Linked DNA regions of Oryctolagus cuniculus: region 1 is linked to region 2. A link is a contact called in public Hi-C data. All regions are on one chromosome and are shown on one strand. The core of a region is the stretch at or near the end of the contact, and the rest is flanking DNA. Distances in the headings are between cores, read along the strand shown.

Region 1 (3,736 bases), core at 640-3,139, 92 kb before region 2:
GAAGCCGCATACTAGCAATCAGATTTTTGGCACAGGGATTGCAACCCTGTTGATAATTGAGTTGAATGACATGGATCTTGGAAGTTCCTCTCTCGTTAGAGCAGAAACCAAGAACGTCTTAATTCATACAAGGCACTTACAGTTGTTTTCGTCACCGTCACTTCACTAAACCCTTGTTTCTCAGGCCTGTGAGTTTCCCAGGAGAACCATCAGGGGGCAGGAAAGCTCCAGGTAAAAAGTTATCCACAGCAAAGCCTTGATGGTCGATTCTGGCGCCATTCACCCACTACTAGCTGAGGTCTCTTGTGTTTTCTATCTCATTGAGTCTAAGGGACAGCCCGCCCTGTCCCCCCAGGCAGGCCGGAGGTGTGAATCCTAAAGGGGTTAACTGCTGTGGTTTCTGGCTTCAGACCCCTTGGAACTTCTACTTGGGTGCCCTTAGTTGTCAGCCAGGGAGAGTAATAGTGAGGTGGTGCAGATTAAATGAAATGAGGCACGTAAAACACTTGGAATGACCCCTGGCGTGGAACGCACACTCTGTGACTGCTGGCCATTGTTCTAGGAGACAGACTCTGTTCTTTGTCTAGAAACAGTTGGGCAATCAGAAAATTCAATCTCCCGTGTGATGATGTCTCCTCCCAAAAATGGGGTAATTCTCTGTGCACAGGAACTTCCTACAGGGCCTAGAAAATTCTAGCTCAGCTCTCGTGTGCGTGCCTGCTATCTCCCTATCCCACAGGATTCCTCCTGGCTACCTGCTTTGAGGCTAACAGCCACCCACCCTCATTCCATGCTCCCGTGCCTCACAGGCTACCTGCAGAGGGGACGAGTAGTTCCACTGCCCTCCGGCCAGGACAGCTTGTGACCATTCCCTGGCTTTCGGGAGACTCCGCGGCTGCAGCAGTGAGCCAGCTAGGGCTCTGGGCGGGGGTGGATTAGTTTGAAAGGTCGCCCTCCACAAACAGTTCACAGTCATTACAACACTTGGGAGCATGGGGTCTTAGGTCTCTAAAGTAAGCAGTGCTCTTTCCCATGCCCGTCTCCTGCTCTTCTAGTCCCTGAGCAAACCTCGGAGGCTTAGACTCAACTCTCTTGCATGAATTCCAAGGCAGTTAAATCCCAGACTCCCAGGCTGTAGCAGTATTAAAAAAGAAGACGAGCACCACTCCTGCTTACAGAATGAAGGGAGCCAAACCCCTCAAGTCCCCAGGGTGCGAGGTCAAGGGTGAGGCCTGGTGGTCAGTCCTCTCTTCATCTAACAGAAAGCAACAGCATAGAGTAATTCCAAATCCTGCATGTTGGCTTTTGAAATCTTAGTTGATTTAAAAAAAAAAAAAGAAAGAAACAGCTGGATTATGCCTTGAGTGAGCTGATAAAACGGACAGTTCTCCGAGGTGGCCCTGGGCATAGGAAGGGCGACTTGGCAAAGCTGAGGCTGACGAAGAATGGGTTAGCCATTCACTCCGGGTAACCCGGAGGTGCACAGTGCGTCAGTGATCGGCTGCTATGAGCGCCAGGCCGTGGTGCTTAGGAAGGGAACGGAGTCGTGTGCACGGAAGGCACCTGGGTGACAGTCCCAGGGACCCTCTGGGCAGCAGACAGAACAGGACACAGGGAGTGGGGAGCACCCCGTGAGAAGGCCTGGAGTGCCCAGCTGAGGAACCTGTGAGTTGGGAAGGCGGTGTGGGACCAGTGGCATGCGCCCCAAAGTAGAAAGTGGCTCTGCACCTCCGGGTGGGGGCGGCGAATGTACCTGTTTAGGGGAGCTGAGTCGTTTGGGGTGGTTGTGTCTTTATCTCGGAAGAGAATCCCTGACCTACCCCTCAGCTTCTAAACTGAATAGGATTCACTTACAGCTGTCAGTTGACTAGCAACTAAATGGTCTGGGTGTTGGTTGCCATGGAAACAGCTGAAAGGCCCATTGCTATGGGAACCTACCATGCTGTCTAAACCAGGGGTTTGAGTCCTAAAAAGGGGGTGGGGGGGCAGAAGGATGGGAGGAGCCCAGGGGATGGGCTGCATAGGTGGCTCTAGGGTCCCAACAGAGGGTGGGGGAGTGGGCCCAGCTGCCTCTACTTTCCACAGGCGTTCCCTGCCTGTTCTCTGCCCACTGCCCCGTGGTAGGCCCCAAGCACAGATGTTTGCTGTTCCACATGGACAGGAAGGGCATGAGATCCAAGAGCGGACCTGGCATGACAGCACCACTACCCTCACGTGCAGGGGCTCTGGGAGGGAAACTCAGCTCCTCCCCGGCAGGCCCCTTCTCCACAAACCGTGTGTGCCAGACAAGCAGCCAGCAGGTGAAAGGATCAGCTTAGCTCCCACTGCCAGCGGGTCAGGCCCATAAGGCGCTTGGCAGACAAATGTGTGGCTGCTGGCTTCCAGCATGGCAGAGAGGCTGACGTACCAGGTCGGCGAGCAGAGGCGCAGGCCAGCCGCAACAGTGTCTGTGTTCGGCATTAGGGAAACGCACGGCTCTGCTGTCTACACCCCCTCCCCACCCATATCGCCCTCGCAGCCAAAGCGGGACTGCAGGTAGATCAAAACACCAAGGACGAGGGTTGACGGAGATCCCCCGTGTGCATGCACGAGGGCTGTGAGAGTCTCTCCCATAGCTTGCAGCCAGGGAAATCATGCATATGTCGGCTGTTCAGTGGGGAGATCTTTCACAGAAACAAACAGAACACTTCCCAGTGGCTCTGCCCTTAGCCTCTGTTAATATGTAGCCTATAATAAACCAGGGGGTCAGGCTAGATCATCCCTAAAGCCTCTCCCAGGACCGACAGCTTGTGATTCCTTGAGACTGGCAAAGGGAAACAGCAACCCTTGGCTGTTTGCAACGAGGCCAGAGGAGCTTGGGATTGAGACCAAGGCCAAGACCCTGGATCTCAAGGCCACCTCAGAGACGTTGGGCCCACGAGATTTTGGCCTGATCCTGCAGAACCCTCAGATGTGTGGTGTTGATCTCGTCTCCTAACTTTGCCTTCTCCCGCCGGCAGGGATTGGTCTCAGCCCCTACCATGGAGCTTTAGAATCTGGGAGCCTGGCACCCAAGAGAGGGTGGCACCCAGTGTGCACTGCGTTTGCCTGGGCTCTGTGGGGGAGAGGTTCCTTCAGGGAAGCAGCGGCAGTTTCTTGAGTTCGACAGCATTTCCATTTCTTAAGGGAAAATTTCCAGTTTTTAAATTTTTATGTATTTTCATTTGCTCTGAAAATTGGGGGGAGCGGATCTTCCATCATCTGGGTCGCTCCCCAAATGCTCGCCAGCTAAGAACTCCATCCAGGTCTCTCACATGGGTGTCAAGGACCCAAGTTACTTGAGCCATCACCTGCTTCCTCCCAGCGTGCACGTGAGCAGGCTGCTGGGTCAGAAATGGAGCCGGCACTTCAGTGCTGTGGCGCAGCGGGTTAACGCCCTGGCCTGAAGCCAGGCCATCCCATATGGGCGCCAGTTCTAGTCCCAGCTGCTCCACTTCTGATCCAGCTCTCTGCTAAGACCTGGGAAAGCAGTAGAAGATGGCCCAAGTCCTTGTGCCCCTGCACCTGCGTGGGAGACCCAGAAGAAGCTCCTGGCTCCTGGCTTCGGATCAGCGCAGCTCCGGCCGTTGCAGCCAATTGGGGAGTGAACCGTCAGATAGAAGACCTCTCTCTTTGCCTCTCCTCTCTCTGTGTAACTCTGACTTTCAAACAAATAAATAAATCTTTAAAAAAGAAAAAGAAAGAAAGAAATGGAGCC
Region 2 (3,829 bases), core at 926-3,425:
ACCTGGCCAAGCCCCGGGGGCCACTCGGGTCCCCCTCACCCCAGCCTCTTTGGAACCTGCCATTCAGCCGTCCACCAGGGTGAGGCCTTCGTACAGGGCCCGCTTCCACATGTAGTAGGTGGAGCGGGCGGTGAGGGGGAACAGGGCACTGAACTCTTTGTAGGAGGGGAAGCTCTTGGACTGGAAGCGCTTCTGCAAGAACAGCTTGGCCTGGGCCTTGAACTTGGTGGAGGCGAGCATGTCCATCACCAGCACCTGGCCATCCCTGCTGCCTGCTGCGGCCACCCCAGGGCCACTTGCCAGGGACCCCCTGTGGTGGGGCTGGCCCTGGGCTGCGACCCCTGCCTCTCTTGGGGCCCCCTCTCTGGCAGGCCCTGCCTGGGGTCTCACCGAATCATCTCCGGAAGAAGTCCCCCCTGGCAGGGTCGGCCCAGGCGGGACCACCACGGCTGTCGCGCTCCCGCGAGCTTCCTTCTCCTGCTTGTCGGTGGGCTCCTGCTCGGCTCTGCCGGCCGAGGGGACTGGCAGGCGATGCTTGGACAGGCCTCCGGGCCACCCCCGGGCAAGACTCTTCCAGACCCAAAAGGTGGAGGGCGACAGGCTGGGGTAGCGGAGGCGAAAGCGACAGAAGGGGAGGTGCCCACTGAGTACCTGCTTGCGGGCAGCGCGGCGCAGGCGTCTCTGCCATTGAGACAGGGGCATCTTGGGTGGCAGGAGCTCCCGGGAGACGGCGGGACCCCCACTCGCTTTCTCTACCCCTCCTCCACCCTCACCCCTCCCTGGGAGCTGGACCTGTTCCCCAGTAGACGCCGCCTGGGGAGCACCCGCAGCCGCTAGGGCAGGGGCCGGCTTGAAGCCCGGGTTCCTGCGGAGGGCCTTGCGCCTCCAGTTGTAGTAGGTGGAGCGCGAGATGCCGGGGAACCTGCGTTTGAAGCAGCGGTAGGGCACCAGCGTATTCAGGGAGATACAGTGCTCCAGGTACATCTTGGCCCGCTGCATCAGGACCACGCCCGGGCTGGGCGCCGCCAGCGGGGAGCACCCTGGCCCCTCGGCCACCTGCTCCTGCGGCGGGGGCTTCTCCGGGGCCTGCCCGGAGCCCAGCAGCTCGTGCTTCCAGGCATAGTAGGTGGAGCGCGAGATCTCGGGGAACCTCTGTAGAAACTGCTGCAGCGGCACGACGCCCCCACGGTGCAAGCTGTCCTGCAGGAAGTGCTTGGCCGAGAAGCGGGCCGCCACCTTCTGCCGGTGCTCCTGCGACTGCCGCCGCCAGCGGTAGAAGGTGCTCTTGGTGACGCTGTAGCGCTCGCACAGGTGGGAGTAGCTGAGGCCCGGCTCCCGGTTGAGCAGCTCCAGGGTCTTGGCCGGCGGTGGCGGAGGCGGTGGCAGGGGCGCCAGGGCCGGAGGCCCCGGGATCAGGCCGGGAGCCCCTTCCGCCTCCACCTCCTCCAGCCCCACCACGGGGGCAAAGTACTGGTGGCGGAAGAGGTGGCTGGTGAGGGGCTGGCCGGCCCACAGGATGTGCAGCGTGGAGGGCACGTGGTCGCAGCGGCGTGGCCGGATGACGCGGTTAAAGTAGGGCCGGATCTTGAGGTTGCGCATCGGGTAGATGGAGTAGATGTTGCGCTGCAGCACCGAGGCCAGGGCGTACAGGTGCCACACGTTGGAGAAGCTGCTGGGGAAGCAGGTGGCCTTGACGTCGGCGTCGAAGATGGCCTCGAGGGTGGCAGACGGCAGGCTGGTCATCTCCGGGGACTCCTCGGAGCACAGCGAGTAGCGCACGGCCTGCAGCATGACCTTGGAGTCGATCATGCCCTGGAGGTAGTAGTGCCGGTGCAACAACATCTCCACCACGGTGCGGGCCCGCAGCTCCAGGCTGAGGCCGGCGTCGCCCCACAGCAGCATGCTGGCCGCCTCGAACAGCAGGCTGCCCTCGCCCTTGCACACCAGCGGCAGCATGTTCTGGGGAGCGTCCTCCGGGTACAGGCTCAGGGCCACCGAGTCCACCTCCAGCACTTGGAGCCCCGGGGCCCCCTTCCGGCAGCTGGGGAGGGTGAAGGAAGCCAGGACTTGCTTGGCCTCGAGGGCGGCCCCGACGAGACCCTCCAGGCCCTCAGACTCCACCGCCTCCTGCAGCTCCCCCAGCACCTGCTGCACCAGCTGCTCCCGGGAAGCCATCCTGCCAGGGAGGACAAGAGGTCAGGACAAGGGACGCACGTGGCACCCAGCAAGGGGGACCTGCCCACACCTGTGCTTTCTCCACCTGCTGCCACTGCCGCAGGGCGGATGCTGGCCAGCGGCCTCCTCGGGTCTGTTTACCCTCTCAGTGGTGCTGAGCGAGGACAGCGTCCTGACTCACACGCACATGGCCAACTCGGGCAACTCACTCAACTGCTCTGTGCTTCTGGGACCTGTCCTGGAAAATGGGAATGATAGCAAAGGCATCTTGTAGCGTTGTTGTGGGTGTAACGGAGACTGAGAAAGTAAAGGCTGGAGATAGAGGGAGAGAGACTTTTTTTTTTTTTTTTTTAAGATCTATTTATTTGAAAGAGAGTTACAGAGAGAGGTACAGACAGAGAGGTCTCCCATCCACTGGGTTCACTCCTCAAATGGCCACAACAGCTGGAGCTGAGCCAATCCAAAGCTGGGAGCACTGAGACTCTGACCTGGTGCCCCTATGGGATGCTGGCACTGCAGGTTGGGGCTTTAACCCATTGTGCAACCGCACCAGCCCCGAGACACACACTTTTACCTATCCTTAGAGCATTGGCCTGGGGCTGGTACTGTGGCATAGTGGGTAAAGCAGCCGCCTGCAGTGCCAGCATTCCCATAAATGTGCCGGTTCAAGTCCCAGGTGCTCTATTTCCCATGTGTCTGGAAAAGCAGCGGAAGATGGTTCAAATACTTGGACCCCTGCACCCATATGGGACACCTGGAAGAGGCTCCTGGCATCAGCCTGGCCCGTCCCCGCCCTTACCACTATTTGGGGAGCAAACCAGCAGATGGAAGACCTCTCTCTGTCTCTCTGTAACTCTGCCTTTCAAATAAATAAAATAAATCTTTAAAAGAGAACACGGCCCAGCACATAGCAACGTGGTACAGGGGGTCAGTGTTATCTGTTGTAACACATGTGCCCTAGCACCCCGCGCACTGCATTGCATAGCTGTACAAGCTCTGTACTTGTTAAAACATGACTGTCAAAGTGTGGTCCACAGCCCTCAAGTGTTCTGCGGCTTCCTCAGGGAACCTGCAACTTAGCCATTTTCCTAATAGGAAGACATAATAAGCTATGTGTCGATATGTAATTTAACAGCGAGATATTTGTGTTTTCCCAGCACCTTAGTGTTTAGTAAAACTAAGTAACAGTGATATCACACTGTACCAGAAGTCATTATGCTCTTCACCATGTAGTAAAAAAAAAAAAAAAAAAAAAAAAAAAAAAAAAAAAAACTTTTCAAAAGGTTTTGCTTAAGGATTGCCTTGAGGGGTAGGATTGTGGTGCAGCAGGTTTAACCACCACTTGCAAAGCCAGCATCCCATATCGGCTGGTGCGTTCAAGTGCCAGCTCCTCCACCTCTGATCCAGCCACCTGCTTAGGCATCCTGGGAGGCAGCAGGTGACGGGCTCTCGAGTGCTTGGGCCCCTGCCACCCACGTGGGAGACCGGGATGGAGTCTGGGGCTCCTGGCTGATGTAGGCATTTGGGAAGTGAAATATCAGCTAGGAAGTTCTCCCTCTCTCTTCTCTCTTGCTCTGCCTTTCAAGTATGTGAAAATAAACATTCTTTTGAAATGTCCTTAGTGAAGCAGAAGATGAGTCTCATTACAACAGGA

Evidence for each region. Hi-C and Micro-C count contacts between places; a contact is called where the count stands out from the background.
Region 1: a contact with region 2 is called in a Hi-C map of psoas muscle, with 4 times the contacts expected there. The contact joins the enhancer-like site here to the promoter of VRTN in region 2. A contact is called at or near these places in 6 of 6 Hi-C or Micro-C datasets (ear pinna, embryonic fibroblasts, liver and 3 more).

Annotation. Positions count from the first base shown.
Region 1 is chr20:20,573,079-20,576,814 of mOryCun1.1, reverse strand. No RefSeq gene overlaps it. Among named protein-coding and RNA genes, the nearest start is that of NPC2, 12 kb to the left of the region's middle. Within about 2 kb of position 1,889, at least 2 of the 8 cell types and tissues checked have an H3K27ac peak or open chromatin away from gene starts, as enhancers often do.
Region 2 is chr20:20,481,226-20,485,054 of mOryCun1.1, reverse strand. VRTN (vertebrae development associated) reads right to left here and starts at 2,175. Exons shown (of 1, transcript XM_002719650.4): 1 at 1-2,175. The coding sequence starts at 2,175. The coding sequence ends at 64.